Regions from separate parts of the Mus musculus genome. Here regions 2, 3, 4, 5, 6 and 7 are each linked to region 1. The links are chromatin contacts, called in public ChIA-PET, Hi-C, HiCAR-type, HiChIP or PLAC-seq and promoter capture Hi-C maps. All regions are on one chromosome and are shown on one strand. Each heading gives the region's core, a stretch centred on a gene start, on an enhancer-like site or on the middle of the called end of the contact. The rest is flanking DNA. Distances are from core to core; before and after follow the strand shown.

What was found. Hi-C and Micro-C count contacts between places; a contact is called where the count stands out from the background. ChIA-PET counts read pairs in DNA pulled down with a chosen protein or histone mark. HiCAR-type assays count read pairs that join an accessible place to other places. HiChIP or PLAC-seq counts read pairs in DNA pulled down with a chosen protein or histone mark. Capture Hi-C pulls out chosen DNA fragments and counts their contacts.
Region 2: a promoter capture Hi-C map of liver shows a contact between it and region 1, with 3 times the contacts expected there. The contact joins the promoter of Snrnp25 here to the promoter of Npm1 in region 1. A contact is called at or near these places in 3 of 39 promoter capture datasets (hippocampal neurons, liver and pre-B cells), 3 of 484 Hi-C or Micro-C datasets (cortical neurons, muscle stem cells and regulatory T cells), 6 of 115 datasets of contacts at active chromatin or transcription factors (differentiating embryonic stem cells, embryonic forebrain, forebrain and 3 more) and 2 of 9 other capture datasets (adipose tissue and liver).
Region 3: a Hi-C map of CD8 T cells shows a contact between it and region 1, with 6 times the contacts expected there. The contact joins the promoter of Mpg here to the promoter of Npm1 in region 1. A contact is called at or near these places in 3 of 39 promoter capture datasets (hippocampal neurons, liver and pre-B cells), 1 of 484 Hi-C or Micro-C datasets (CD8 T cells), 7 of 115 datasets of contacts at active chromatin or transcription factors (astrocytes, embryonic forebrain, embryonic limb bud and 4 more) and 2 of 9 other capture datasets (adipose tissue and liver).
Region 4: a contact with region 1 is called in an HNF4G HiChIP or PLAC-seq map of pancreatic cancer cells. The contact joins the promoter of Nprl3 here to the promoter of Npm1 in region 1. A contact is called at or near these places in 1 of 39 promoter capture datasets (pre-B cells), 5 of 115 datasets of contacts at active chromatin or transcription factors (bone marrow-derived macrophages, embryonic forebrain, large pre-B cells and 2 more) and 1 of 9 other capture datasets (liver).
Region 5: a HiCAR-type map of astrocytes shows a contact between it and region 1, with 3 times the contacts expected there. The contact joins the promoter of Hbq1b here to the promoter of Npm1 in region 1. A contact is called at or near these places in 2 of 39 promoter capture datasets (hippocampal neurons and pre-B cells), 3 of 115 datasets of contacts at active chromatin or transcription factors (astrocytes, embryonic forebrain and forebrain) and 1 of 9 other capture datasets (liver).
Region 6: a contact with region 1 is called in an RNA polymerase II ChIA-PET map of memory CD8 T cells, with 37 read pairs. The contact joins the enhancer-like site here to the promoter of Npm1 in region 1. A contact is called at or near these places in 1 of 39 promoter capture datasets (hippocampal neurons) and 6 of 115 datasets of contacts at active chromatin or transcription factors (astrocytes, effector CD8 T cells, embryonic forebrain and 3 more).
Region 7: a contact with region 1 is called in a Hi-C map of muscle stem cells, with 3 times the contacts expected there. The contact joins the promoter of Sh3pxd2b here to the promoter of Npm1 in region 1. A contact is called at or near these places in 10 of 39 promoter capture datasets (the 3T3-L1 cell line, 3T3-L1-derived adipocytes, frontonasal cranial neural crest and 5 more), 3 of 484 Hi-C or Micro-C datasets (cortical neurons, embryonic fibroblasts and muscle stem cells) and 7 of 115 datasets of contacts at active chromatin or transcription factors (astrocytes, embryonic forebrain, embryonic limb bud and 4 more).

What each region holds. Positions count from the first base shown.
Region 1 is chr11:33,161,293-33,165,460 of GRCm38.p6, forward strand. Npm1 (nucleophosmin 1) reads right to left here and starts at 1,914. Exons shown (of 11, transcript NM_008722.3): 1 at 1,630-1,914; 2 at 256-335. The coding sequence starts at 1,687.
Region 2 is chr11:32,203,057-32,207,224 of GRCm38.p6, forward strand. It overlaps Snrnp25 (small nuclear ribonucleoprotein 25 (U11/U12)), which reads left to right and starts at 2,359. Exons shown (of 5, transcript NM_030093.3): 1 at 2,359-2,607; 2 at 3,904-3,994. The coding sequence starts at 2,566. It also overlaps a transcript of Il9r not described here.
Region 3 is chr11:32,224,619-32,228,786 of GRCm38.p6, forward strand. It overlaps Mpg (N-methylpurine-DNA glycosylase), which reads left to right and starts at 1,887. Exons shown (of 4, transcript NM_010822.3): 1 at 1,887-2,099; 2 at 3,134-3,331. The coding sequence starts at 1,923.
Region 4 is chr11:32,265,507-32,269,674 of GRCm38.p6, forward strand. Nprl3 (nitrogen permease regulator-like 3) reads right to left here and starts at 2,201. Exons shown (of 13, transcript NM_181569.3): 1 at 1,917-2,201. The coding sequence starts at 2,034. RefSeq lists enhancers at 1-37, 3,277-4,168, 3,440-3,822.
Region 5 is chr11:32,284,700-32,288,867 of GRCm38.p6, forward strand. Hbq1b (hemoglobin, theta 1B) reads left to right here and starts at 2,265. Exons shown (of 3, transcript NM_001033981.3): 1 at 2,265-2,408; 2 at 2,504-2,708; 3 at 2,815-3,213. The coding sequence starts at 2,314. The coding sequence ends at 2,943.
Region 6 is chr11:34,008,001-34,012,168 of GRCm38.p6, forward strand. All of the region lies in intron 4 of 4930469K13Rik (RIKEN cDNA 4930469K13 gene), which reads right to left. Among named protein-coding and RNA genes, the nearest start is that of Gm51857, 27 kb to the left of the region's middle. Within about 2 kb of position 2,396, at least 150 of the 459 cell types and tissues checked have an H3K27ac peak or open chromatin away from gene starts, as enhancers often do. A contact at or near this core is called in effector CD8 T cells and memory CD8 T cells, where this site is marked.
Region 7 is chr11:32,345,940-32,350,107 of GRCm38.p6, forward strand. It overlaps Sh3pxd2b (SH3 and PX domains 2B), which reads left to right and starts at 1,901. Exons shown (of 13, transcript NM_177364.4): 1 at 1,901-2,029. The coding sequence starts at 1,955.

The sequences.
Region 1 (4,168 bases), core at 664-3,163:
TAGTCATCTCACCATTAGAATTAGAATTGAAGCGTTTCACAACAGAATTACCATATACACAACTGTTCCTTTAAATGAATAAAGCTGGCAGATTAAAAACAAGCACTGTTCTACAAAGCACCTATCTAGCACCTTGGAGTGACCAAGCTATACAAAATTACAAGTGACAAAGATCCCCTATCTTTTCTGGGATTAAACTCCTAGTTCATCAGTAGGAAATGTCTGAAATGTTTTTAAGTTTCAGAGCTTACATACCGTTCTTAATGACAACTGGTGCTCATTTTCATCATTATCCACTTTAAAGTGATAGTCTTTGTCAGCCTTTAGTTCACAGCCTGTATGTAAGACAAAAACAAGAAAGCAAACCTAGCAATGATACTTACATCAAAACCCAAAGCCTAAAGTTCTGTGAAATCAACTCAAATGAAACATTAAAAAAAAAAATCTTTAATTTTCTCATAGTACTAACTACATTGAGGCAACATTGCTGGTTTCCACAGTAGACTTAATGAGTCTCTTTAAAGTAGTATGGTGAAATCGGTATAAACACTACTAGAATTAATGAACGAGTGGCAGAGTTCACTGTTCCTTTAATCTCAGGACTGTTAAAAAGCTAAAACGTGAATCACTGAAAAACAAACTGATTCTTTTAAACAAAAACTGGGTGTAGGGTAGGCAGCAAGACTATAGATGTGATCCCCAAAAGCCTTGATGCTAAAGCGAATCTTGTCTGTTCAACAGATCCTTCCCTCTCCCCACCCCAAGAAAAAGTAGTTCTAGATAGAGCCAGGTAGATGATTTAAGGGTACTCCTAACATTAAGCCACGTGGGCCATCAGTACAGCTATCTGCAACGTGATGCTGACTCCGCCTACCAGAGGCAAATTAAAAAGGGGGGGCTCCATCACTGTGGATACTGAAAGATATGAACAAAGATCTCAAAAACCCATACGCCACGGGCTATGAAATAAACATTTCCCTCCCAGAACTTTTAACTAAGCCACAAGATCCCACGGCTGAAGGTTGGCTAGAGTCGGAGAGCCCGGATGTAGAGCCCACACCCCCTCCCTAACCCCCAACCACGTGGCAACCACGTGCTCCTAGGGGTTGCTGCCCCTTCTGCCTCAGGGCGCCTGCTCGGACCATTCCCCGTTACTGGGCGAAGCCCTCGGTCGCCACAGAATACAAGATGCGGCCCCTGGAAAGCCCAGCGCCTGCAGATGTATCCTCCCCAACAGGGCGGAGGTAGGCCTCGCCTCGCTCCACAGGCCCCTTTCTCCCGTGCCGCCTGCCGTGGCTCAACACAAGAGGAAAAAAAGGAGCTCGGAAGCGACCGTGCGGGCTTTCGTGCACAGGAGAAACGCCTCTCAAGTTCGCGCCACAGGCAAGGTCGCACCCTCGCCGGCCGGCCGGCCGCTCCTAACACCCGAGGCTACAGGCTGGGCCGCTCCCGCCCCATTTTCCGGCGGCTTTCCTAGTGTTCAGGCCGCTGCTTCTAAGGCCTGGGAGATTCCTCCTTGCTCTCCGGCCTCCACCTACGCCGCGTTCCCCACACGCCAGGCCTCGGCTGGGCTCCCGCCCCCCCCCCCATCACCAGGCCCTGCACACGCTTCCCCCTCCAGTCAGTTACCGAAAAGGTAGTTCTGAGGCCTAAGAGGACTCATGTCCATATCCATCGAGTCTTCCATGAGGTGGAGGCGCGCACTTCGGTGTGGGAGAAGCCGGACGGAAAACAACTGCCTCCTGTTCCACAGAACAGACGCGCAGGACGGAATCACGCCAAGGAAAGGACGCGGGCTCTCCGCACGTATATATGGTCGCAGGAGATCTCGCGAGATCTGCGCTAGTCCTGCCTCCGCGAGCCTCCTCTGGATCCCTCCCACTCCCCGCACAGTCGCGCTTTTGCGCGTGCGCCTTTCATCCTCACGCCTAGGTACCTCGCCCCCCTCCTCCTCCAGGTGCTTGGCGGGCTCTCACTGCGCACGCGCGTTCGTCTCTGGCCCCGTCCCTCCACTACTGTCGCCCAAGCGCAGGCGCGTTTTCTCTTTGTGGCCTCGCTCTGGGTTTTCAGGGCTTCCACGTCTTCTCCGCTCGTGCTCGCGGGCCCAGGGCCGAGAGCGTGCGCAGCCCACCCTGAAAGATGGCGGCTGCAGCCAGGGAACCACAGAGCGTCTCTTTTCTCCACCCTCCGTTCCCCGTAGGCCTGGAACAAGCATAATCACCTCAGGATTTGGCTTGCTCGAAGGCTTGCTCTTCGTTTTCACGTAGCTTCAGGAGCCCAGGGCGGAGTGGCTGGATCTAGGCTACTTTCCCCGCAGCCATGCTTTTGCACCTCTTTTCTGAGGCAGCATTTTCAAAACGAAAATTATCAGCTTTATGTCATTTGGGGACCAAAGAGAAACCCAGTCAGTCGCCTCCAAAGAGCATCTTTCTAAAACTTTAGAGCGTGCAGAACTGAGAAAACGCAGGCCGTCTTCATCATTCCAAATGAAGGCCTATCGCTTTTTTAGAAATTCATGAGCCTTAATACGAATCTTCGGCTGGGAATTAGCGCTTTAAAATGAATCCTGACGAACATCCCTCAGCGTTGGGTGCTTTCTGACAGCGGCCCTAATCTTTTTATCTCAACATGGAGCTAGCATATTTAAGAATTTGGGGGAGGAATGTAGATAATGGTACCAATGTTTGTAGACTCCAGAGACGTGTCAGATATAAATGCATGTGAGCCCATTACGTATCAAATCCTAAATTCGGAGATATCTGTCAATATGTGAATTTCAGTTTGCAACTATAAGGAAAAAATCATGAAACTTGGAAGAATTGTGTGTGTAAATAAACAGAGAAAAAAAAAAAAAAAGTCGGGCGTGGTGGCGCACGCCTTTAATCCCAGTTTGCGGGAGGCAGAGGCAGGCGGATTTCTGAGTTCGAGGCCAACCTGGTCTACAGAGTGAGTTCCAGGATAGCCAGGGCTATACAGAGAAACCCTGTCTCGAAAAACCAAAATAATAATAATAATAAAATAAACAGAGATAGACTGGGTATAGTGTGGGAAAGAACGGGTGAACAGAATTTGACCATCCAAACTGAGAAGGTGCAGGAGGAAGCATTGATACCCCTTGAGCCTGTGCAAGCCAGACAGTTTGATTGTTTCTGGATTCTGAAGCTTATTTAAATGCAGCTCATGCTGGTTTAATCCCAGCACTCTGGAGGCACAGGCAAGTGGATCAGGAGTTCAAGACCAGTGGTCTACAGAGCAAGTTCCAGGATAGGCAGGACTACACAGAGACTCAGTTCTTCCTGCCTCCCCGAAACTTTAGGTGCCTTAGTTGTCACTGAATGATGCCACATGCTTAGGTACAATGAGTAAGAGCTGTGTATATTACCTTACAACAAAATACTATCTTTTTTTTTTTTTTATTCCATGCTTTTATTAGTTTTTAGCATGCTTTAAAACATAAAAACAGAATCCTATGGCCAATGCCCAGCTTCAACAGTTGTCTCCACACACACACAGCATGCTATTTAATACACATCTTCCCATCTGCATATTTGGGTGTGGGCACGAATCATCCTGGAATTAGCTGATCTCTTGTGGATACCAAGTGACAACTATACAACTGTATTTCATACTACACCACATGACTACAGATATATGAGAAGAAATGTCCAGACTCACATTGATTAGGCCATTCAATGCATTATACATATTCCCAAGTACGCCATACATCATAAATAGATAGATACACTTTACATCAATTAAAAATAAACTGAAAAGAGAAATACCCCATGAGCTTCTGGGTATATCTGTAGACAGTAGCCAAGAAGGTATCCTATAAGAGAAACTTAGATAAAGTTTCTCTTAGATAAAGATATAGGAAAAGAAAGCCATTTGAGAAATCTCCATTTCAAGATCCTGCTGTGGTGGTTGTAGCACACACCTTTAATCCCAGTACTCGGGAGGCAGAGGCAGGCAGATTTCTGAGTTCAAGGACAGCCGGGTCTACAGAGTGAGTTCCAGGACAGCCAGGGCTACACAGAGAAACCCTGTCTCGAAAAAAACAAACCAAAACAAAACAAAAAACAAACATCTCGTCCTGGAAGCTTAATTGTGTCTAACAGTATACCATTTTGATGGACCGTACTTTTTTTTTTAAGATTTATTTATTATT
Region 2 (4,168 bases), core at 1,109-3,608, 960 kb before region 1:
CCTAGAGAACCACTTATCCTCAGTCCATGTTGTAAGCTGAAGAAGTTGAGTCCCAGCATTGTGGGAGGATGGCCGGAGTGCTGACAGGACAGAGTGGATAACCTTGCCAACAAAACACAAAAGCAAGCCGGCAAAAGGCAAAACCTTTCCCCTCCGACTGCTTTATACTAATATCTAAGCTGCCAGGAGAAGACTTGATCCACACTCAGGGTGAGTCTTTCCGTTTCAATTAATGTAATCAAGAAAATTCCATATACCAGAATGGCCAAGTAGTTAAAGAATCAGATTTAAGAAAGTCCATCACAGGGATGCCTAGAGGTTGACCCATCTAAATAACCCCTCACAGATGCACCAGGCGCTTGTCCCATGGGCGATTCCCTGTCTTGTTGACAGTCAATATTAATCAATACAAGTCCACCCCTTGTAAACTTGACACCCAGACACACATCCTTATGCCATGCTTAATTTCCAAGTGAAGACACATTCATAATTTTGCCTACAATAACTAACTGAGCCCAACCACAAGCACACTACCCTACCCTCAAAATAGGCCAGAGTTCCTTTAATGCTTAGTCTTTTGGTGTCCCCAAGGGCAAATATAATTATGTTTACAAGGCTTAATAACTGATACTCTGGTTCACAGATGTGTATGCATGTGGGAATATGGAGCTATAGAAATATAGATATAGGTATGAGGTAGAATGGTAGGACATGAAAATCGTGATGGCCTAGAAAGGAAAACATGGGAAAGGAAAGATCTGGCTTGCTTTTTCTGCTGATAAAGGCAGAAAACTAATAGACATAGCTGATAAAGCCAAAATTGCCTGAAACAGTTCATTTGAGAGAAGATATCTCAAACAAAAATGTCAAAGACAAATAAATTGTGCTTACTTATGGCCACATTAATCTATACTGTAGATTTTCTGTTTATTTTTGTTTTGAGAAAGGGTCTCACTATGTAACCTGTTCCTCTTACTTTCTTCTTTATCTCTGCTGTGCAACTCTCCTGGGCTTTAAACCCTTTCTCCTGCCTCAGTCTCTCCAAGTGCTAGGATTTTCTCCAAGTGCGTACAACAAGCTTGGCATAGGGGATAAGAGTTTTAAGTAGGATAACCATGATTGAGGGAGGGAGGGAGGGAGGGAGGGAGGGAGAGAGGGAGGGAGGGAGAGGGAGGAGAGGGAGAGAGAGAGAGAGGGAGGGAGGGAGAGAGAGAGAGAGAGAGAGAGAGAGAGAGAGACACGGTTGTTGTTCTTCCAGAGGGCCAAATTTGATTCCCAGCACTCACACGATGTTTCTCAGTGCCCAGAAGAAATACACGCCGAAAATGACCCATACACATAGGATTTTAAAAATGAGGCAAGTGATTAAAGTAGCTATCCAGGGAATGTGACGGGAGCAAAGAAAAAAGAAAAAGCCCACAGTGCTGCCTACACAGCGTCCTCATAAGAACAGTTGTTACAGGGACTGGTGGTGTAAAAGAACACGAGGACTAGAGATCAGCGCATGGCAAGGCTGCCCTTGACAGCTCCGAGGACCACAGGTCCCGCCTAGATTTGTTTTGTTTAGACAACTTCCCTCTGTAGTCCCTGCTCTCCCATACAGACCTAGCTCTCGATTCAGATCCAACTGCCTCTGCCTCCTGTGTGCTGAGATTAAAGGTGTGTGCCACCAAGCCAAAGCTTCACTTCACTTTTTATTCTATTTGTGTGTGTGTGTGTGTTGGAGTTGGAGTTGGTTTTTGTGCGGGGAGGGGGTTGGTGGGTTTTTTGGTTGGTTGGTTGGTTGGATTTTTGAGACAGGGTTTCTCTGTATAGCCCTGGCTGTTCTGGAACTCACTCTGGCCAGGCTGGCCTCGAACTCAGAGATCCGCCTGCCTCTGCCTACCAAGCGCTGGGATTAAAGGCGTGCACCATCATGCCCGGCTTCCACCTTACTTTAAAGTGGACCTTTTAGGCAATTTTTTGGAATGGAGCCCATGGCATAATCTCAAGTGACTGCGAAGCGACCTGGCTGGGGCAACAGCACGCGAGTGGCAACGGCAGGCCCCAGGCAGCAGGAGGCGCCCGCCTCCCAGCGTCACCTTGTTGGGTGATGCCGTGCACGGGGACAGGTGTCTTGCGCGAAACGATAGCAACGCTGGCCTTCCTTGACAACCAGCCCAGACCGAAGAGAAGCTCAGCAGCGGGGAACAGAATAGCTCGTAGCTCCCGCGCCGCTCGCACCACCAACGTGACCTGCTCTATCCAGCCAATAACCTGCTGTCTGCACGCTCCCAGCCTCCCGAAGACTCGCACATTTCATTGGCTACTGAAGCCACGCAGTATACCATTGGCTAAGCTATCTCGTCGGGGCGGGACACAATCACTGCGCACGCGCCTTTTGCTTATCAACCTGGAAGGCAGGGCAGGCTGGAGGAGCGCCGGAAAGCAACACTAGTCTAGTAGTAGGCAGTCCTGGAGGACCCGGAGGCTGAGGATCGGCCGGAGGTGCCGGAGGACGACGAGGATGATGAGGAGACATTGCCCCATTCCGAGGCTGTGGACGTGTTCCAAGAAGGTCTCGCCATGGTGGTGCAAGACCCGCTGCTCTGCGACCTTCCGATCCAGGTGCGAGACAGGGCTCTGGGGTGTGGATGGGCGCTGGTGGTCCCACCAGAGAAAGACGCTTCTGCGCATAAGTGGAACGCTTAGGGTGAGGAGCCCCTCTGAGCCGTGAAGTTTGAATTAAACAAACACTAAGATATGAACTCAGGATGAGTGTGACAAGTCTTTTCCTTTTGCCTGAAACTTCAGTATGCGTGACTTAGTAGTTAATGTATTCTTTAACCTTGCCAATCAAAGGTGTTTTTATTTAACGTCTGTGTGCGCACAGAACTGGGAGCCAAACTGAGAACCTTTCGAATGCTAAATAAGTGCTCTACCACTGAGTTACACAAGTTTATTTGTACTTCCCTCTGTGTTTTATTAAAACATCTCTTGTCTGGCCAGACCTTTAATCTCAGCACCCGGGATGCCGAGGCAAGGGAATCTCTGTGAGTTTGAGGCCAGCCTGATACATTGAGAGCTCCAGGCCAGCCAAGGGTCTGGAGTAGTGGGTCTCTGCCTCAAAACAAACAAAAGACATTTTGTTATCAAAGGTTTTAGGTAGCCGGTCAGTTGCACCCTGGACCTGAGGTACAGGCCTGGAGCCTCTTGATACAATACTCTCAGGATCGCCAGGCCCAGTGTTAATTGAAAATCCTAACACACAATAGGTGTCTTAGTCAGAGTTTTACTGCTGTGAACAGACAGTGTGACCAAGGCAACTCCTTTTTTTTTTTTTTCCTTTAAAGTTTATTCAATACAACCTAATCTCCAACTTCACTGAGGTGGCTGACCACGTGGACTCTTATAAGGACATTTAATTGGGGCTGGCTTACATGTTCAGAGGTTCAGTCCATTATCATCAAGGCAAGAGCATGGCAGCATCTAGGCAGGCATGGTGCAGGGGGAGCTGAGAGTTCTACATCTTCATCTGAAAGCTGCTAGCAGAATATTGGCAGCAAGGATGAGGGTCTTAAAGCCCAAGCCCATAGTGACACACCTACTCCAGCAAGCTACACCTATTGTAACTGGGCCACACCTTCTAATAGTGCCACACCCTGGGCTGAGCATATGCAAACCATAACAGTAGGCAAGCTTGGTTCCCTTTTTTGATCAGGGCCACTGACAGGTAGGTATATATCATCTATAACTAGGGAGACATTAAGGCATCAGGTGTCTCCAAGTGACGCTCCCCAGCAGTGTGGGTAGGGCCATGTCAGTGAAAGGGCATGTTTGGAAAGGACCACTGGGGCAGGACTCTCAGACACAGAATTGCCCCATTCTAACACCAGAAAGCTCTTATGATCTCCATCTCCCTAGGTTACTCTAGAAGAGGTCAACTCCCAGATTGCACTGGAATATGGCCAGGCGATGACTGTCCGTGTGTGCAAGATGGATGGAGAGGTAATGCGTAAGTACCGTTGTCTTAGTTACTTTCTCTTGCTATAAAGAGATACTGCGACCAAGGGAACTTATAAAAGAAAATGCTTGTAGGGGCTTCTGGTTACAAAGGGCTACAGTCCAGAACCAACATGGCAGGGAGCATGGCAGCAGGCAGGCAAATGTCCTGAAGCAGAAACTGAGA
Region 3 (4,168 bases), core at 637-3,136, 940 kb before region 1:
CAGCTCCTGCTTTGTCCATGGTAGACAGGCAACTGAGCCAGTCAGTGTGTTAAGCCCCTGAGACAGTGAAACTGAAGCCTAGAGCTAGCAGGGACTGGCAGCCCATGCCACCACGACTGGAGGCAGCTCCAGCCTTCCCACAACCCGTGGAGACACCATTCCAACCCCAACCTTGTCTCCTTTCAAAGAATCTCCCAATGGCATCTTTGTCACCAGCCAGGCAGGCACAAGGTACACTGGGCACAGAAGAGGTCCCAGGCTCCTTCCTCTTGGACATTCTTTTACTCCTGGCAAGTCTGCTGGCAAAACACAGTAGGGAAGCCCAACCCAGCACTTCCAGCCTGCAGTGGGAGCTTCGCCACAGACCAGGAAGTGGGGGGGGGAGGGGCAGACATTGCACAATCCCACACTCTGGCCAGAACATCTGGAGAATAAGATGCTGGCCTCCACCCCCGTCTCTGCCTGGGGCAGAAATCAGACTGCCCACCAAACAGAAGGAGCTTGTCATTCACCCAAAGGTGAAGTCTTCAGAATGCCCTCAACAGGGGACCAGAACCTAACTAGGGTCTCAGCTTCCCTCCTAGATTGGGAAGGGGCATTATTCTCACAGGAAAAGAGAGGCATTGTTTAGACAGAATGGCTATGAGGGATAAGGCCAACCTCGGTAGTTCAAATTTACAACATATTGCCCCCACCCCAGCCCCAGAAACTGCACAGAGTGCCACAAACAGCTGGACTGCTTCCAGCAGGCAGCAGGCAGCAGGCAGGCAGAGAGGCTGCCGCTCCCTCCCCAGGAAGTCCTAGCTGAGGCCCATGAGAGGGAATGGCTGAGCCCCAGCCAGGCCCAGAGTTCAGTCCCGGAGCTGGCCAGTAGAGTTGCAGCTGGGGACCAGAGTCCTTAGGCTAAGTGCCTTGCTCAGTTAAGGACTGAGCATATAGCAGTGACAAGCATATGGCCTCTGGCTCTGTCTAGTCCTAGATGCCAGGGTCTCAGAAATCAAACAGCTCTGACAAGCCCTGAAAGGTTTTAATAAGGCAGTGTGAATGGGGAAAGTAGGATTGTATCTGCTTTGAAACCCTTCAGACCCACATCACTCCTGGAATGGTAGAAGAGAGTGAGTGAAGTGGGGGAAGGGAGCAGCTTACCCTATCCCAAGACTTCCCTTCCCATCATCCCTTCCTTTGGGTCAGTCACTTCCCACTCGAGGAGTACGGGTGCACAACCTCATTTGAAAGGTTACAGATAGGGTGGGTGGCAAGCCTAGGTCCCAGAGAAATAATCACTAGGAGATGCCAGGAACTGTTATCCCGCTCAGCTCCTGCAGCCCTGGTCCTGCCTTCCAGCTTAGGTGGTAAGCCCTCTTCGTAGCAATTCCAGGCATTAGGGGTCCAGGGATGTAAGTGGGGATTCACTGCAGAGACAGAATTCCCTTTCCTTCCACCTATCATCTGTGATGATCCAGGGTAGGGGCCTCCAGATGGGGCAGGCATCCACTTGCTGTCAGTTCCACCATTCAGAGATAAGGTTGGGGAAGGACAGTTCTAGGATCAGAATTCAGACTGAGATTCCCAAGGCCTCATGTTTGTTCTCTACAACACCCAACACACCCTCTGTGGCCCACCCTATCCCAAGGCAGAGCCTTCTGGTCCGGGACCCTTGAAAATTCAGTCCGGGTTCAGAGAGGATGTCTTGATGGCAATCGGGCCATTGGGACAGAACCAGATCTAGAGAACCTGGGTTCCAATCCTACTGGTGAAAGGTTTCTACACTCGCCCCGCCCTGTCCCGCCCCTAGAGTCCTCGCTCCGCCTCTTCTGCAGATTCCTTCCACCCCCGCGCTACATGCCTTCTGCGCAGACGCAGGTTCCAGTCCCCGCCCTCTCCGCGCTTCCGGTGGCCTGGCCTGTGCTGGCGGCGACTAGATGCCCGCGCGCGGTGGTAGTGCGCGCCCGGGCAGAGGAGCCCTAAAACCGGTGTCCGTGACCCTGCTCCCCGACACCGAGCAGCCTCCATTTCTTGGACGAGCCCGCCGCCCAGGGAATGCCAGAGCAGGATCCCTAGTGACCGGATATCATGAGGTCGGCCAGATGCCAGCGCCGGTGAGAGGGGGCGCCGCGTCGCGGAGTCTGAGCCCACGGCGAGCTGGCACAGTGGGTCGGGCTGCAGAGACGGTCACGTCAGCATCCATTCCCGGCAGCCTGGCAGCTTCAGTCCAACCTGGATGTCAGCACAACAGATAAAAATAATGGGTCTTACCCCGGCGTAGTGGCGCACGCCTGTACTTGTGAAGTCGATGGACGCAGGAAAATCAGGAGTTCAAAGCCAGCATAGGCCACATGGGACCCTGTCCTTTAAAAGAGTAATGGCTGTTTAACTAGTCAGCTCAGCGTGGACTGAAGACAGGTCTTGGCCCTGGCCCCAGGTTCACTGCCCAGTTGTCCTTTTAATCCCCTCCTGTTGTACCACAATAGCTGAAGGATGTGGCCAGATTTCCTTGCTTTGTTTATCGGCACTTGGTAGACTAGTGCCTACTGGTCCTATAGACCCATAGACTTTTTGTCCCTGTTCCTAGTTGTTCTAATATCCAAACAGTCAAAGGACAGTTGGGGGCCAGCAGGGTTCTACCCTGAGCATTCAGAATGGGACCAGGCAGATGGTCATCTCCATGCATGCCCATTTGTGTGTCAGGTCTTGTCAGTAACAAGGTGGTCTTGTGACCTATTTTTTGAGCAGTGCCCAGACAAACTCAGTATGTTTCTCTGATAGGCCCTGCCCAGGTTCTGACTGTATTTTAATTCCTGGCCAGGATTAGGAACAAAGAACCAGGTTCCAGAAACAAGTTTCCTTGGAGATGGTGTGATTGGTGGGAATCAGAAAAACCAGCTCTTTTGTATTGGACTCAGGCACCCACCTTCTAATGCTCCTTATCCATGTCTCCCCTATGTGTAGCAGGTGTGGGCAGAGAATGCCCACCCATCCTGTCACCACTAGCAGCCTGTCATTACCTACACCTAGTCCCAAGGTCCCCTGAGGCGGTATGCCTTAGAATGACTCCCAACAGGCACCCCACTTTACAGAGAAACAGGCAGGCAGGCAGACACTTCTTTTGTTTTGTTTTGTTTTCCCATTACAGCTTTCCCGAAAGATTGGGCAAAAAAAGCAGCGACTGGCAGATTCAGAGCAGCAGCAGACCCCTAAAGAGAGACTCCTGTCGACCCCGGGCCTCCGGCGGAGTATCTACTTCTCCAGCCCAGAGGACCATTCTGGCCGGCTAGGACCAGAGTTTTTTGACCAGCCAGCAGTCACCCTAGCCCGTGCATTTCTGGGACAGGTAACGTAATACTGGAGCAGGTTCCGGGAACTGTAGTCCTGTTACTACTAGGTCTCATCTCTGTCTTGGCCTTCCTTGTGTGTGCATAGGTAGCTGCCTTGCCCATATGAGCCAAATAGTTTGACTATTATCTAGGGTCACTGCAGAGAATGAGAATATTGATAGAGGTGTCCCATGATGGAGGCAGCAGGGCTTCTGGCAACTGTCGTGCTTTGGCTAGAGGTATGTTCTTACACTTATCCATCAGGGAAAAAACTGACTGTTCTATCTGAAATCCCCTTAGGACAGGTTGCCTGCAAGGACTGCTGGTGGGTATTGGCCCCAGCATCTGTGAGGGACCACTCTTGCCTACCCTGTTCCCTGATGGCTGGGGCCAGGAACACCATTAGGCAGCCAGCATTTGAGTCACTTGAAAGAGTTGGCCTCTTCACTGCATAGTTCAGTACCCAAGGCTCAGTACAGGCCCAAGATCTGGGCTATGCCAGTCATGCTTGCAGTAGAAGTGGGGACTACCCCAGGCCCAGCCTGGTGTGGCTTACAGTACAGCCTGTCACCTTCTGAGCCTCTCCACTTCATGGGGCTAGCCAGGTTCATCTAAATCCCACTACTCCGGGGTGCTAGAGCTTAAGCTGGATCCTCTGGTTAGAGGTTCGCTGGCCTACCTTTCCCTTTAACAAGCTATCCTTTATGGGACCATGGCCAAGGACAGCCAGTTTCTTTGCTAGAACTGGTGCTAAGAGTTCCAGGAACAGACCCTGACCTACTAGAGAAGGGACGAGATTCTGTTCTCAGGATGTTTTAAGCTGCAGGGATCTGTGTTCCTTCAACAGCTATGAT
Region 4 (4,168 bases), core at 951-3,450, 900 kb before region 1:
CATTATTTTTTTTCAGACAGGATCTTACCATGTGGCTCTGACTAATCTGGAAGTCACTATGTAAACCAAGCTGGCCTGGGACTCAGAAATATGTGCCTGCTTCTGTATCTAGAGCGCTGAGATTAAAGACATTCACCACTCCTGGTCCAAAAGTCTTACTTTTAAACTTAAATATATAAATAATTCTTTCAAGTCTATAAAGAAAAAACAATTCAAGAAAAAGTCAGACACAGGATATGAATTCTCTGAAAGGTGAATCCAAACAGCTCCGGAAAGAGAAAAACAGGCGTGTTCCCAATACCACCTTGCACCATAAAACTGTCAGACACAGCTTCCTGCCAACAGTCTAATAAAGACTAAAAATTAATCGGTTTAAAACATGATCATGAGCCCTCAGACTCAACCACATGACTCAAGGCTGGTCTGTTCCTAAAAATATTCTATAAAAGAATAGTTTACAGAACGGACATGCACAGTTTATGTGGTTTTTGTTTCAGTTGGGTGGTAGTATTGGGGCATGGGTACATGGCCTACAAGCACAGGTGAAGGCCAGAGCAAAATGTAAAGTGTCCTCCTTTCTCTGTATCTTACTGTCTCGAGGCAGGGTCTCTCACGGAATCAGCTTACCCTTCAGGCTAGGCTGGCTGGCCAGGGAGCTCTTGATCAACCCATCTCTATCAGTCAGTGATGACATTACGCACACCACAGCCAAGCCAGTCTTTTTACATAAGTGCTGGGAATTTAGGGGTCTCATGCTGGCAGAGCCAGTGCCCAGCCTGAAAAGACTGAAAACTACTGCCCTCAACAGGGGCTGGACGAATAAACCAGAGTACGCTCATCTCATGGACTTCACTGCAGTCATTAATAAGAACAAGGTGGCTGGCGGCGGTGGTGGCCCAGGCCTTTAGTCCCAGGACTCAGGAGGCAGAGGCAGGCAAATCTCTGAGTTCAAGGCCAGCCTGGTCTACAGAGTGAGTTTCAGGACAGCCAGGACTACACAGGAAACCTGTCTCAGGGTGAGGTTGAACCTGTTTAAGACATAGACATAAAGTACAGAAGAAAATGAGCAAAAAGACCATCCGGTCTATTTCAATATATATATATATATATATATATATATATATATATATATATATATATATATCAGGGAAAAAATGGGCCATGTAGTTCCTTTTGTACTTGGAATGTGTGCTTTGCTTGTGTATAAACAGATTTGGAAAATGGTGACGATAGTTGCCCTTTAGGGGGATGAGGGAGGGGGTTCTGAGAGCTTGGTACCATCTTTATGTTTTTATAACTTAAAACCCTTTGTATTATATTAGCGAGCTTTAAAGAACACTGCCTACAGAGGCAGGCTATGCCTGATCCATGCAGCAGTGTACTGCGACTAGACAGGAGTTATGTGCTCAATAACTCCAAGAACCTTCAAGGCGGATGCTACAAAATAACAAATGAGTGTCCTGAGATTCTCTGAGGGGCTCGGGGAAAGGATGATGCTGTATTTTATTTTTTGGTGGGTACACTTTCAGAGTTTATATACAGGAGGGATGATTATCAAGATGGTGAGCAGTTATCCACAATGGGCATGGACCAGAGTTCAAGATCAACTTCAGACCTTAAAGTCGCTTATATTTTCTAAAATAACTTATAAATTCGTGTCTGTGCTTGTAAAATCTGGTGTCTTTCTGGATTTGTCTGGAGAAATGGCTGGCCTTGGGCTCATGGCAATACCCCGGCCTCCGCGTCCGGGGCGCTGGGATCCCAGATGCGCACCACTGCTGGAGCTGGCAATTCTTACGCATTTTTATTTCATGGGCTGGAGACTCAGGAGTCGTGCCGCGGCCCCTCTCCTCCTCCTCCTCCTCCGCACTGTGCACTGCGCGTGGCGGGGCGGGTGACCGCCAGGAGCCACTTACTTGTCTGGGACGCGGGGTGCTCCTGGCTCCTCTGGAAGGGGTACCTGAAGAGCAGCTTATTGCCCCTGCTGCCCGAGCTCACCAGGATCACGCTGATGGGGCTGGTATTGTCCCCCATCCTGCGGGAGCCCGGGCGTGCGCCTGAGAGGAACTCGCGTAGGGACCGCAAAAGCCGAAGGCAGGCGCCGGGCCCGCAGGGACACGGAGGAAGCCGGCACCTCGGCCTCGGCGCTCACTCTCGCGAGACTTCGCCGAGCGGCGCTCCACAGCCCCCGCGCATGCCCGGACAGGCGACTGCGCCGGCGCGACGCCTTGGCTGCACTCTAGTAGCTCGCTAGGGAAAGCTGTCTGCAGTTTAAAGTCATACACTTGATTTAACCAGAGCGTATAAACTTTAAACTGTAAGAAAGGCAGGAGCGGTGGTCTGGATTGTACTAGCCTGCTCATCACATAACAATCATGTTTTCAAACTTTACAAAGAGAGAAAATAGTCGTATTTCAACCTCCCCCTCCCCGCCCCCCAACTATTACTCAATGAGAAGGTACCATTTGAATATTTGCCAGTGTCTGAGAGTTGCACTTATGTTTGCCTTTTGATGGTTTGGATGTGTGATGTGAAAGGAATGACTTTAACTCATTTTGCAAGCCTTTATCCCAGTCATGTGTGATTTGAGTGTTGTGTGAGGTCAGGAGTAGGAAGGGGCTGGGAGGGAAGCAGACAGAGAGATGGAACCAGGTGCCTGGGATGGGTCGTGGGACCTTCCCACGGAACCAGCGGGAGTGCATAGGGACCGGGGCACTTGAGCCAGGCAGGACTGTGGTCCAGGTTTTCCCTCTTACTCCCCCGGGCCATTCTGCCACTTGATTAGCCAGAGCCTTGGGACCCCAGTGGTTGCCTCTGAGATAGGAAGACCTAAACCAAGGAGCCCAGAGTTTCCCCAACTATGATCTCTGGACCCATTTTTTGCCAGCAACCTTCACAGGAGTATTCACAGTATAATTTTCTATGTAATTAATAGTGACAGCCAGGCTCAGTGGTGGAGACCTGTATTTCCAGCTACTAGGGAGACTAGGGTAGCAGGATAGGAAGTTAAAGCCAGGCAGGGCAACTCATTGAGGCCTTCTCAAAAAGGGAAAGAGATGTTGCTTGCTAGTGAGCACTTGACATTATATACGAGGCCCTGGGTTCAATCTTTTCTACCGTCACTAGCTCTGAAATGGACGTGGTAATAATGCTGCGTGTGGGGGAAATGATGAGATCCCAGTCTACAGAAGTCCACTGTACTCCCCTCTGAGGCTGCCTTACCCAATACTGACAGCACTGGATAGGAGAACCCAGGACTAACTAACCTGGGATGCATCACCTCAACTCCCAAGGTGTCCACATCATTGTGAAGAAATACCATCAGCTATTCCAGAAATCAAAACGTAGGTCACACCGTGGACTCCACTGGGGACCCCAGTTTCCCCGCCAGAAGCTGGATTTGAGCTGTTGTGAAGGAGCAGAGCCAGCCTGAGCTCTGCAGGCCATACCTTCCGACTCTGATGTTAAAGTCTTACAGAAGAGAGGCTTCATTTCAAATGTAAAACAATGTGGATTCAAGACCCCCTCTGCAGAAGTAAACCTTTGGAAACTGGAACTTTGGACCCTTGCACCCCATCCCCCAAGGTCTCCCTTAGGTAGAGTAGGAAACCATATGGGTGCCAGGCCTTATCTGTCCCGTCACTTGCTCAGGCCAAGGGCTGGGTGGAGCTCACAGACGCTATCTGGGAGCTGCCTTCTTCACTGAGTGTTCCTCTCCAAGAAAGAGCCACTCGCCCACAACAGAAATAGTTTTAAACTCTCTGCCCTGTCCTGAATCCTATGGCTAGAGATGACCCTTCATCACACTGGGTCGGAAGTTGAGTCTAAAGTCATCAGAAAGGTTTAATTGGTGAAACTGAATGGACGAGATTAATTTGCCTCCCATGGTCACCTTTCTTGGGGGATCTACAGACTGCCCTCCCAAGTCTGGTTTCTTCTACTTGATTGAACAGACAGACCTGATCTGAGTCAAATTGCTCAAGTTCAAAATGTGCCTGGAGCTTGCAGAACTGACTATAGATCAGCAGCTCCAGCATCCCGGACTCCCCACAGGGCCAGGCTCTTTGTGTCCACAGGTTGTGAAGCCAAGATGGCCTCTATCCAGTCAACAACCCAGCCCACCGCAAATTATTCAGCTAGTTCTCGCCTCAGTTGGAACCACAGGCAA
Region 5 (4,168 bases), core at 1,015-3,514, 880 kb before region 1:
CAAAGATCGTCTTTGGAGGGTCCTTATCACAGGTCCTCTGAGGGAATGAGCTCCTTAATACCGCTGGTACTTCAGTGTGGGATCTATTAGAAAAACAGTGAAAAATAGACATCATATGAGCATATGGGTAGGCAACAGGTAGCTCATATAAAAATGCCTGCTCTTGCCCTCTTCCTTCCTTCCTTCCTTCCTTCCTTCCTTTCTTTCTTTCTTTCTTTCTTTCTTTCTTTCTTTCTTTCTTTCTTTCTTTCTTTCTTTCTTTCTTTCAGATAGAATTTCATGTAGCACAGTCTGGCCTCAAAAACGTTATATAGATAAGGATGGATGCCCTGAAACTCTTTTTTTTTTTTTTTTTTTTTTCCGAGACAGGGTTTCTCTGTGTAGCCCTGGGTATCCTGGAACTCACTCTGTCGCCCAGGCTGGCCTCGAACTCAGAAATCTGCCTGCCTCTGCCTCCCAAGTGCTAGGATTAAAGGCATGCACCACCACTGCCCGGCTGCCCTGAAACTCTTGATCCTCTTGTTTCTACCCCTGAGTTCTGATATTTCAGATATGTGCCTTCATGCCCAGTTTATGCAGTGCTTGGGAATTGATCTCAGAGTTGTATATGTATATGCATACATACATACATATTAAAAACTCTACTGACCGAGGGACATCTATACACCCACAAATAATATTTTTGAACTATTGACAGCAAAGAGTAAATTTCTCATACAATGGATATAAACCTTAAAAAAATGTCAAGTGGAAGAAACCAACAGGACAAAGGTCACACAGTGCATGGCTTCATGTTTGTAAAATATCAAAACTGGGGGAATCTATAGGGACAGTAAGTAGCCTCCTGGTTGACAGAGCCTTTTGGTGGGTGTTGGATGGTTACGGGCAAGTGGGCTAGAGGTACTATTTTAGTTAGTAAAAGTTCTGGAAATGGTTATAGTGAAGACTGCACAACATTGTGGAAGAATATGACATCACTGACGTATACCCATCAAACATGTCTAAAATGCACAGGACTTTGAGCCACATGCCTCTAGTTCCAGAACATTGGAACTTGACCATAGTCACACAAAAACCCAAATAAGAACAGAATCTTTCATGTAATGATGATGTATTCACCGAGGGTGTCATCATTGCTGTCATTATTGAGATATATAATAGGCACTCTAAAGGTCATTGTCCCCAAAGGAATTTGCCCTATGATCCAGGCATATAATATTTTTCATCTACTTAATTCTCACAGCTCTGATAAGAATATATTTTTGAAACAGACTTAGATTTTATTTATTTGAAGAATTATTTATTCATTTTAACTATGTAAGTACACTGTAGCAGTTTTCAGACAAACCAGAAGAGGGCATCAGATAGTTTTGAGCCACATGTAATTCCTGGTAATTGAACCCAGGACCTCTGGATGAGCAGTCCCATCTTCTTAACCACTGAGCCATCTCTCCAGCCCCCACAGTTGGAATGTATTAAAGGGGATTTTTATCTGAAGTGGTTTAGGCAGAGTCAGGGTCTCATTATGTAGCACTGCTGGCCTGGAGTTCCATATGTAGGCCAGGATAGTCCTGAACTCACAGACATCCTTTTACATCTGCCTCCAAGTGCTAAGATTAACCTGTACCTGTGCCACAAGACCCAGATTGAAAGGGGTGTTTAATGTAGATTTAAATCTCTTTCATTTTATTTCACACGTGTGGGTGTTTGGGCTGCATGGATATCTGTGCATCTCTTGTATGACTGTGGAAGACAGAAGAGGGCTTGGATCTACCTGACCTGAATTTACAGGCAAATGTGAGCAGGCATGTTTGTGCTGTGAACCAAAGCCAGGTACTCTGGGAGAGCAGTTAGTGCTCTTAACTGCTGAGCCATCTGTCCATCCCCTTTAAATGCAGATTTAACTATGTTGATATTTAACGAAAGGAGACGTGTTCCAGGAGAAAAAAAAAAAAAAAGACCAAGTATGGGTACGGGCTCCTGACACTCAGTCCTTTTCAATAATGAATAAGAAAGGAAAACCTGTGAAGTTTCCGAACGACTCGGGAGGCAGGACGAGCCGACAGTGCCAAATGAACACTAAAATCCATTGTAATCGATAGTACATATTATATGCCAATGTGCATGCAGTAAACACTTTAAAATGTAAGGCGTGGAGGGGGAGCCCAGGGAAACAGAGGGCTCAAAGCTGAACCAGAATCTGTGAACACCTAGGCATCCTGGAACGATGCAGCGCCCCCTGGCGGCCTCTTGTGTTTCAGGACGTCTTTGAGCTCAGCCAGCGGGCAGAGCGCAAGGCTCAGTTCACTGAAGATGGCTCGGTCCCAGGATGATCAGTGGCTGGTCCTTGCGCTCTGGAAGAAGATGGGCAGCAATGTCGGAATCTACGCGACCGAGGCTTTGGAGAGGTACGCCCTCGGGCTCATCTTCCAACGGACTGCGGGGCGAAGACCGGCTCTCTGTACCTCCGGGTCCGGCTGAGCCCAACCCTGTTTTCCTACAGGACCTTCGTGGCTTTCCCCTCCACCAAAACCTACTTCCCACACTTGGACCTGAGGCCAGGCTCTAGCCAGGTTAAAGCCCATGCCCAAAAGGTGGCCGATGCACTGACTCTCGCTACCCAGCACCTGGACGACCTGCCTGCTTCTCTGTCTGCTCTCAGTGATCTACATGCGCACAAGCTCTGTGTGGACCCTGCTAACTTCCAGGTGAGTCCTGTATTGAGCTCACCCCGGGTTGCTGGAGATGTGGGTCCCTTCAAGGCTTGGTGTAGGGGAGAAATTAAGGCAAGGCGTGGCGGTTCTCTTTCTTCAGTTCTTCAGCCACTGTCTGCTGGTGACTCTCGCCAGGCACTATCCTGGAGACTTCAGCCCAGAGATGCATGCCTCCTTGGACAAGTTTCTGGGTCACGTGACTTCGGCACTGGTCTCCAAATATCGCTGAATTGGGGATACAGGGTTCTATAGTCTCCACCCATGCCCTTCCTAAAGCTCACAATGTTTGAGTAAACCTCCCCAGGGCTGCATTGTTGTCCTGGACGCAGAGGGGCACGAGAGAAATATACTCCCCGCGTCCAGTACTCCTAAACAAGGTTCCAAGAGACTGAAAGTACAGATAAGCTGGTGTCTCAGATCTCATATGGGAGGCAGCCATCCCTTGTTTGTATTGTTTTATTGTGTTTTTGCCTTTGAGATAAATTTCATGTTCTCATGTAACCCAGGCTGGTCTCTCAAATCCATACTAAAAAATAGGTTGGTTTTGAACTCCTGATCCTTCTGTTTCCACCCCTTTCTCCAAACCATCCCCCAATCCCCACCCACCTTGGTTTACCTACCATACCTGGCTCCAGAGTGGCTCTTTCTCTTTCTTTCTTTCTTTCTTTCTTTCTTTCTTTCTTTCTTTCTTTCTTTCTTTCTTTCTTTCTTTCTTTCTTTCTTCCTTCCTTCCTTCCTTTCTTTCTTTCTTTCTTTCTTTCTTTCTTTCGGTTTATTTATTTTATGTATATGAGTACACAGTCGCTGTCTTCAGACACACCAGAAAAAAGCATAAGATCTCATTACAGATGGCTGTGAGCCACCATGTGCTTGCTGGGAATTGAACTCAGGACCTCCAAAAGAGTAGTCAATGCTCTTAACCACTGAGCCATCTCTTCAACCTGGGTTCTTTTTATTTTTATTTGACCTTTTGTTTGTTTGTGTTCTGTGTTTGAGATGGGAAGGGGGGGGGGTCTCCTGTGTCAAAGTGCTCCAAGCTGCACAAATTGTAGCTAACTAGGAAAGAGACATGCCCACAGTGAATGAACTGGCTCTCGCTGCCTAGCGAGAACAGAGTAGAAAGGAAGGCTTTATAGACCACACTTCCAAAGGGTCATGGGTTGGGTGGTACCAGGAGTCCCACTGCAGCTGGAGGATCAGTCCTAGCACCTTCACATATTCTCAAGCAACAGAGGAAGCTCAGGGGTCTCCGCTGTTGGGTCCTATGACATCGAGGTACAAATCCATGCCTTTAGCCTTGGCCACATCAGTTACAGAACTGTGGCTTTGTCTCTCAGAAAGGTGATGGAAACTGAGGGCACAAGTCAGCATAAGTGACAATGTTCAAAACAATGGTGTGTGCCCCCCAGTCATCACCCTCTCCTGGGCTTCCACTCTGGTCATTCTCTAGACTC
Region 6 (4,168 bases), core at 1,146-3,645, 850 kb after region 1:
CCCCCCCCCCCAATTTGGAAACCCTCTACCCCTGAGCTATAAAAACCTTATCTTCCTTACATTCAGTGCTGACCTTTGAACCCTGCTTTAGGGGGAAGCATCCTGTGTATACATTTTTTTAAAGCTTGCTTTAATTAATTAATTGCCTTGATTAGTTTGGCCATGATGATTTGGGTCCGTGGTCTTTTTCCCATCTTTGGGGTTAGCGGGACCCAAGCAGAAGAGTGGAGAAAGAGAAAGAGCCAGCACATGGCAGGGGAGAAACAGATAACACAGGGAGAAGCCAAGCCACGGAAGGCATCTCTCTCATAACACAGGGTAACGAGTGTGGCAGGAAGCTTTTCATCCCACAGACAGATTAACTGAGGAGGTTCGATAGCAACCCTAGAAAAAGACAGGCTTTCTCGAAAAGGGGAAGTCAGACGCAGTAGCACCCGGAAGTGAAGTCCGGACTCCTCTCCTCTTTCTTCCTGCTGGAGGAACTGATCTAGCCTCTGAGGCCCAAACTGCTTGAACCTGTGGACATGTGGTCCAAGCGGCTGCCTGTGGTGCCTGAAGGTGGTGCTTCCACAGCCCACGCTGGGATCCACTGGACACGCATCGCCCCAAACCCACTTTAGTCAAAGATCACAAACTGACACAAACATCTTCACAGCAAATGAACAAATAGGCTCTAACCTGGGGCAAAGGTGTGAATTCAGGGCTCCAGAGAAGTCTGGTACTGCTTCCCTAGGCTCGCCTATGAGGAGCTGACTGCACAGGGCCAAGGTGAGAGACGCTTCAGCCACAGAGCACAGTCCCATAATCTCCTGGTAAGAATCGTGATGTCATGATATGGTCCAAGATGAAACGTTGGGGTTTTTATCACACCCAGACCAGCTGAAGGCTTGTAGGCTAATTGATGTTTAGCTTTGCAGAAGGCAAGTTACGTTTTCTTTGTTAAACAGACTTTCCTTTAGCTGTAGTCGAAGAGGTGAGGCGAATGAGAAGCTACTCTGCCCTCTGCTGGGGAGGAACTGCAATGTCTCAGTTAATAGCAACCGAGGAGCTAGGACTCCTGCCACCTGGGTTTGCAGGTTATCTGAGTGGCTAACCGGACTGTGGCCAGGTCTTGTTCTGGAAGCATCTTTCTAAAACATCTTGCTTTCTGTTCTTCACTGTGAGTTTGTCAGGATCAAAACCAAGGCAGCTTTTGCCATTCCTGACCAAAAAAAAAAAGAAGAGAAGAGAAGAGAAGAGAAGAGAAGAGAAGAGAAGAGGAGGGGAGGGGAGGGGAGGGGAGGGGAGGGGAGGGGAGGGGAGGGGAGGGGAGGGGAGGGGAGGGGAGGGGAGGGGAGGGGAGGGGAGGGGAGGGGAGGGGAGGGGAGGGGAGGGAAGGAAAAAGAAAAGAAACCATAGCGGAGACTTGTAAAGGCAACAGTAACGATCACTCAGTCAGAACCGCAGCTTTGCACAAAGGCCACCATGACCCTACATAAAAACGTTTCTCCAGAGATACCTGCTCAGCCACTTCCTGTCACCCACAGACTTCCATCACCCTGGCTAGTAATTCTCATGGCCAAAGTGGATTGTATTATAATATCTTCTTTACGTATCTTCAAATTTTGCCTTCAGAAGCCTTGAATCCACACACACAATGACCTGTACAGTCTGGCGGCCAGTTCTCTGTTGTGCCTAAGTTGTTGTCATTGTGCTCGTGGAGGCTGTCTGCCACTGGGCAAGACTGTGTGTCGTCTCTGGTGGCTCATGTGTGTCCCCAGAAAACCTCTGGGAGAAGTTCTTTCTAGCAAAACTTCAGCTAAGAATATCTGTTTCTAATGTTTCTTTTCTCCCCCAAAACCGGGCCCAGGTTTCTCTCTGATCTCTAGGTTCAGGAAGGTGTCTTTTGTTGACTGGTGACTGTTTGAAACTCTGTCTTCCTGTGGTTTCACCAGCCGGTGCTGTTGTTTTCCACTCTCCTGATGCTGGGATTGGCGCAATGCTCTCGGCCCACCCTGTGACTCAGTGGTGGAGAGAGGGCTCTGCTTCCTCAAGGAGCTGCTAAGAGTATTGGTCAACCTCACTATCACCAGGGAGTGTCTCTGAGGTAGACTCTGAGTAGCCTAGGAGGGAGGCTGCCAGCAGAACTGACCCCCGCCCCCACACCCCAGGCCAGCAAGCAGGTCAGAGCTGCAACTGCTTCTAGACTCCTCACTGCCTACCCTGTGAGCTGAAGGACCAGGATGGCAGGAGGCACATCGAAGCGTTTGCACTGGAGAAAGGAAAGGAATCAGAAGAGGTCTGATCAGAACCTTCATGACAGTTCACCTCCCTGTCTTCCAGGGAACCACAGGGCCAGCCCCTAAGGGCGGTCACCTCCCCAGCAGGCCTCATCTCCTCTCCCACTGTGATGCAATGGAGGAAAGAGTGTCCACGTCATTCTCTTCTCTGCTTAGATTGTCCTGATGTGGGCCAAGGAGAGCACTGACAGTCCTCACCACTTCCTTCACAACCTGGGGTTTTAGGAACGTGGGATGGGCTGAAGAGGGAGGCAGGGGGGGCTGGAGGGTGCTGTGGGGCTCCTTCACCTTCTCTCTCCAAAGGCTGCTGCTCCCAGGGAAAGTTTGGAAACCTCAGAGCAATTGAGGTGCCAAATATTAATGGCATGCTCCCCTTCCCATGCCCTATCGTTGAATGCAGATACAAGAACCTCCTTCCTACTCTGACTCTGCAGACTCTTGTAAAGGACCCCCTGCTGCTCACATTCCTTCTCTGCTAGCCCAGCTGCACCCATAAGTCCCAGGCCCTGCAGATTTCAAGACCTTGACTGGGGAAACAACATCCTTTCTGGGAACAGGGAACATGCTCCTCCCAGACTGTCAAACAGTTGTCGGGTGGGAATTTCCCTTGGGGTTAGGACCACATCTTCTCAGTAACTTCCTCTGGCCTCAAACAGTACAAGTCTTGTGCCCCAAACAAAATGGAATTGCCTGTGACTCATATCCAGCCCTAGCTTTTGAGAAATCTACTTCCTGAGGTTGGGGGCTGGAAGTGTAGAAGTGAGTGTGTGCATGTGTGCTGAGTGAGAGAGCGCGTGTGCTCTGGGAGTCTTCCAGAGGAAGCAGCTGCATTCTAGCGTCTGGGCTGGGGAATTCTAGCTTTAAACCATCTGTTTTCTTACAAGGTTGTCCTCTGGCACCTCCCAAACATGTCTAGACATTTTACCTTTATTATTATTTTTTTGTTTTGTTTTGTTTTATTTTATTTATTTATTTATTTATTTATTTATTTATTTATTTATTTATTTATTATATGTAAGTACTCTGTAGCTGTCTTCAGACACTCCAGAAGATGGCATCAGATTTCATTACGGATGGCTGTTAGCCACCATGTGGTTGCTGGGATTTGAACTCAGGACCTTTGGAAGAGCAGTCGGTGCTCTTAACCGCTGAGCCATCTCACCAGCCCCTTACCTTTATTATTATGAGTTATTTATTTACATGCTTTTGGTAGTGTGCGTTCATGTATATGCATGTGCAGACATGTGTCAGTAGAAATGTAGAAGTCAGCTTATCACTTCTTTCTGTCTACCATGTGGGCACTGGGAATTGAACCCAGGTCCTCAGCCTTAGCAGCAAGCACCTTTACCCACTAAGCCATCTCACCACTCCTCTATTTATTTTCTATTTTCTGTGTATGGATGCTTTCCCCTGTGTATATATGTGCACTGTGTGTGTGTGTGTGTGTGTGTGTGTGTGTGTGTGTGTGTGTGTAACTGGAGTCACAGATGGTTGAGAATTGGTGCTGGGAATTGAACCTAGGTCCTCTGTAACAGCAATAGTGCCCATCCCTTCCCTCTCTTTTTATTTATTTATTTTTCTTAAGGAGAAGAAAAACAAAGTAGAACTACATGAAAACAGAGAAGAAGCAGGCCATGTACCCCTGAAGTAAATTTCCCACAGGCAGTGGGAATGGAGAGATGTCTGTAAGGCAGCCTGCAGTCTGAGGCTTCGAGCCTCTCAGTTCTCAGCTCCCTCATCAGTCTTGGATTCCATGCCCAGTGGAGAAGAAGCCAGAGGGCCCTCTGTGAGGGCGCTGCCACTTGCTTAGGAGGCAGCCCTGCTGGTGTTGGCCAGGGTATGTTCTGAGGGAATCAGGTTTGAAGCTGTTTTCGTTTTGCATATTGTTA
Region 7 (4,168 bases), core at 651-3,150, 820 kb before region 1:
CAAAATTGCCACCAGGAAGACAGGCATGCAGCGCCACAAAAGAATGAGCAAATCCAGGTAGAATTACCATGCAATCCAGAACATACTCTAAAGAACTACTGAGTAAGGACTTTGAACAGACATCTGTATGTCAACATTCCCAGCAGCCTTAGTCACAATAGCCCAAGGGTGGCAACAGCCAAAGTGACCACATTTATATGAATAAAGAAAAGGAAGGGCTAGGAAACACACAATGAAAAAGTATTCAGCCACAAAAAGGAAGGAGGTTCTGAAGCAGGTAGCAAGGACGCAGATGCACCTTGTGGGTGCTTAACTAAAATGAGGCGGACACCCAAGGACAAAAGCTGCAAGGCTGAACTGTTGTGAGCGACCCAGAGTGATCCGACTCACACTCAGAAATCAGCCGGCAAGGGTGGGAGGTGGAGGATGGGGGCAAGGATGACGGGACAGGGAAGATGATGGCATTACTACAGCTACAGGCAGAGCTGGGGAACTGGGAAGTGGGAGGAGCTAGCTGATTCAGGTACATCCAACTTCTACAGTCTGTGCTTCTGCTTTGTGCAGGACATGAGAGAAACCAGCGGGTGCCTTGGGTGGCAGCTCTGCTGGGGAAGCACCTTAGGATCTGGTGCACTGGAGGGAATTACTGGGCCAGGGAGGGCCCTGGTTCCAAATGGATGCCACTCTCCACAATCTCCGAGTGGGTCAGTAAGAACAGCTTAATCAAGAGCGCCAAGAAGATAGTCCTGTGCCTGAGGCAGCACAAAGCCATCTTTGGTACAAAACTGGCTTTGGTAAAGACAATCCTCCCGCCTTGGCCTGGTACCAATCAAGTAACCCCTTCTATTAGTGAAGCCCATCCAGACCAGCCTTCAAGGCCAGAACAGCAGAAAGCACGGACAAAGAAGCCAAAAAGGCAATAGAGGGGTTTCCAGAGGGATTCAAAATAAAGTAGTCTGCAAGGCCTGCCTGGACTGACGAGAACTCTCCCTTAAGAAATTCCTCGACTGATCTATGGGTGGGGAGGTGCCTGAAGGGGAACCCCTGCTTCGTGGCTGAGAAACCACTACCTGCAGTCTGAACTTCCTATCCATGGTGTTATGTGTGTCCATCCATCCATCCATCCATCCATCCATTCATTCAGCCAGCATCTGTTAGTTACTGAGCGCCCAGCCAATGCTAGGATGAGCTAGAGAAAAGAGATGTGGAGCCACTTGTAGCTTTGCTTTGCTTAGTGTGGGGCAACCATGGGTTGGACCCACCTGCTCCATGAATCTAGAGGCTGTCCTCAGGTCCTCTGTAAAAGGCGATTAACCATCCCCTCCTGACCCCCAACTCCCAGGTGTTGTGAGATTTTAAGTGAGCATCCGTGATAATGACAGGGCACAGGGCCAGGTGTGGACTCAGTCCCCCACGGGGTCAGGGGCTTGCTACCTACCCAGCATCCCTGCTCTCTTTCACCTTCGCAGCCCTGTGCAGGGCTGCCAGGCCATTTTTGCAGTTTTTCCTCTCCCTGTCATAGACAGTAAACCCAAGAGACCTAGTGACCACCTCTCCCTGACCCCCAGCCCCCGCCCCCAGCCCTGGGGGCAAGCGATCGGATTTATAGCGACTGGCACGCCAGCGGTTCTCACACACCGAGGGGGATGGGCAACCTCCCTGAGCCCTTAACGGGAATGGAGAGCTCGAGCAAGATGCTTGGGTGCCTGGGTTTAGAGTCGCCAGGCCCGGGCGCGGGGGGCGGAGCGCGCCGTCCCGCCGGGCGCGGGGACAAAGGCCCGCGGGCGGACGTGGCCGGGCCGGGCCGGGAGGGCCCTTTAAGCAGGGTGGGCGGGCGGCGTGGAGGCGGGCAGGGGCGGGGCGCGGAGGGCGGTGGCGGCGGCGGCAAGTGCTCGGCGGCAAGGATCGCTTTGGCCCGGCCCGGCCCGCACGGCGCTGGGCGCGGAGAACGGCCATGCCGCCGCGGCGCAGTATCGTGGAGGTGAAGGTGCTGGACGTGCAGAAGCGGCGCGTGCCCAACAAGCATTATGTGAGTCGGCGTCCGCGCCACGCGGCGATCCCAGCCCCGCGCAGAACTTGTGCCCCGCGCCCTCACCGCCGTCTCCCCACGCGCCCCGGGTCCCCGCGCCCTCCCTGCTGTCTGTCTCCCCACGAGCCCTTGGTCCCTGTGCCTTCCCCGCCATCTCCCCGCTCGCCCCTTGGTCCTCGCCATCTCCTCGCGAGCTCTCGCCTTGCCCACCCGTACAAAAGTCTGGCCCCAGCCGCTGCTGCAGACTAAGACAGAAACCAGGAGAGAAACCCACGGAGCCGTGGGTCTCAGGCCACCCTCCTACCCAGAGGCGCCCAGCCTCATAGGATTAGCGAACCTAGCCCTTCATCCTTCTGTGCATGGGTCATTTGAGCGCCCCTTCCCTGTAACTTCCGCTTAACAATGTGGGAAAGTTTCCCCAGGAGTAACCCCCCTCTGTGACAGGAGAATTTTGTTTGGAGCTGCTAAGGTGTGGAGGAAATGGGTCCCTGGCATCATTTTGCAGATGGGAACGCTGAGACTCAAAGGCTGAGGATTCTCAAACGTGGACGATGGGCCTGGGGCCCACGGTGACCCTCAAGTGGGAAGTGGCCTCTCAGGCTGCTTGGGGACTTTGTTGGAGGTTGAGGTGGCCTTGGTTCCACCTCAGAGGTTCTGGGTAGTAGGACAGTGGATTTAGAGGAGGCCCTGGGGACTTCACTCCAGGTGTGAGGGGGACTGGCTTCCCTGTGGCTGTGCCAGTCCTGAAGAAGTTAACCAGGAAAGAAAAAAGCAAGAGGGAGGGAAAAAAAAATCCTAACAAAGAAGTGAGGAACAATGACTAGAGAGGGCGTTGGCTGGAGAAAGGCTGGCCAGGGGCCTCCCTGGAAGCCCCTTTGGATCTATTTGTTTAAGAGATCCATTCTTACAAAGCAGACAGCTATACATGCCTTCCCTGAGTCGCCCATAAAATTCTGAAAGGAGATGGCCGGGTATCCACTGTACTCTACAAGAAAGGGTGTGCTGTGTTCCAGTGTATTGTTATAGTCTAGGCCTTCAGTAACTCAGCCCTGGGCCAGCCAGCGGGGGGCTGCTTCCTGGACCTGTGGTATCTTTAAATAGAGCTAAGTTTTCCCTGCTTCAGAGCTCAGCTAAATTGTCTTGGTTTCCCCACCCCCACTCCCTTTCCCCCCCCCCCCCCCCTTAACTATTTCAAATGCTGCCAAGTCTTGGTTTCTTGTTGAAGCCTGTTGAGTTGCCTCTTGGGTATGGGACAGTTTTCAGCAACACACCAACTGGAGGAAGTCTGAAATTCTCCTCCATGCCGCCTTCCACCAGATCCGACAAACCAGAATAGATAGAACCACCAAGGACTGGGTGTCACCTTCTACTCCCTTGTGGTGTCACACATGTTTAGTGGTGGTCTTCTCAAGTCTGTTTCAAGGATGGGGCAGCTAACAGTAAGGAGCAGAGCAGGCCTGTTGGACCAAAGACGTTGGCCCGTCAGACCACGCCCCTTTCCACATCCCACACACCCACAGAGGCCCTGGACAGAACGCTCCCAAAACCTGGGAATCAGCTCAGACTTTTGTGGCTTTGAGGGGTACCCCTGAGGTTCTAGCCAGTTGTCCAGGGCTCCCTGAGCCAGGTATGTGTAGCCCTCTAGCTTGGGCAAGCTTAGCTCTTCGACTCCCAGGCTGCTAAATATTACTTCTTTCAGTCTCTGTGTCCTCATTTGTAAGATGTGGTGTTGATGCCTCCTCCCGAGGAAAGGGGGGGCGGCAATCATGTGACTGACATGGGGTTTCTTAACTGCAGCCCTGTGGCGTCTATGTCTCTCTGATTGAAATCATGCGAGAGCTTGTTCTTCTGTTTTCGGGCTTAGTCACCGCTGTGACGAGGGGCCTTCTCCCTGCCATCCAGTCTTTGGTTCCCCAAATGGGGGTTGGAGTATAGAAGAATGCAGCCAGAGCCATCCAGAGGAGCAGATAAGTTGGTTCTATAGTGACATCGTCCCAAATGCAGCAGCAGCAGACTGGACTATAGTGCCTGCCCCCAAGCTCCACACACAATAAGGAGTGGGTGTGGAGGCAGATGTTGGAGGCCTGGCTGATGTTACCTTGCTTCTGGCCTCTACACAGCAGCTTCCCTTTCCTCAGT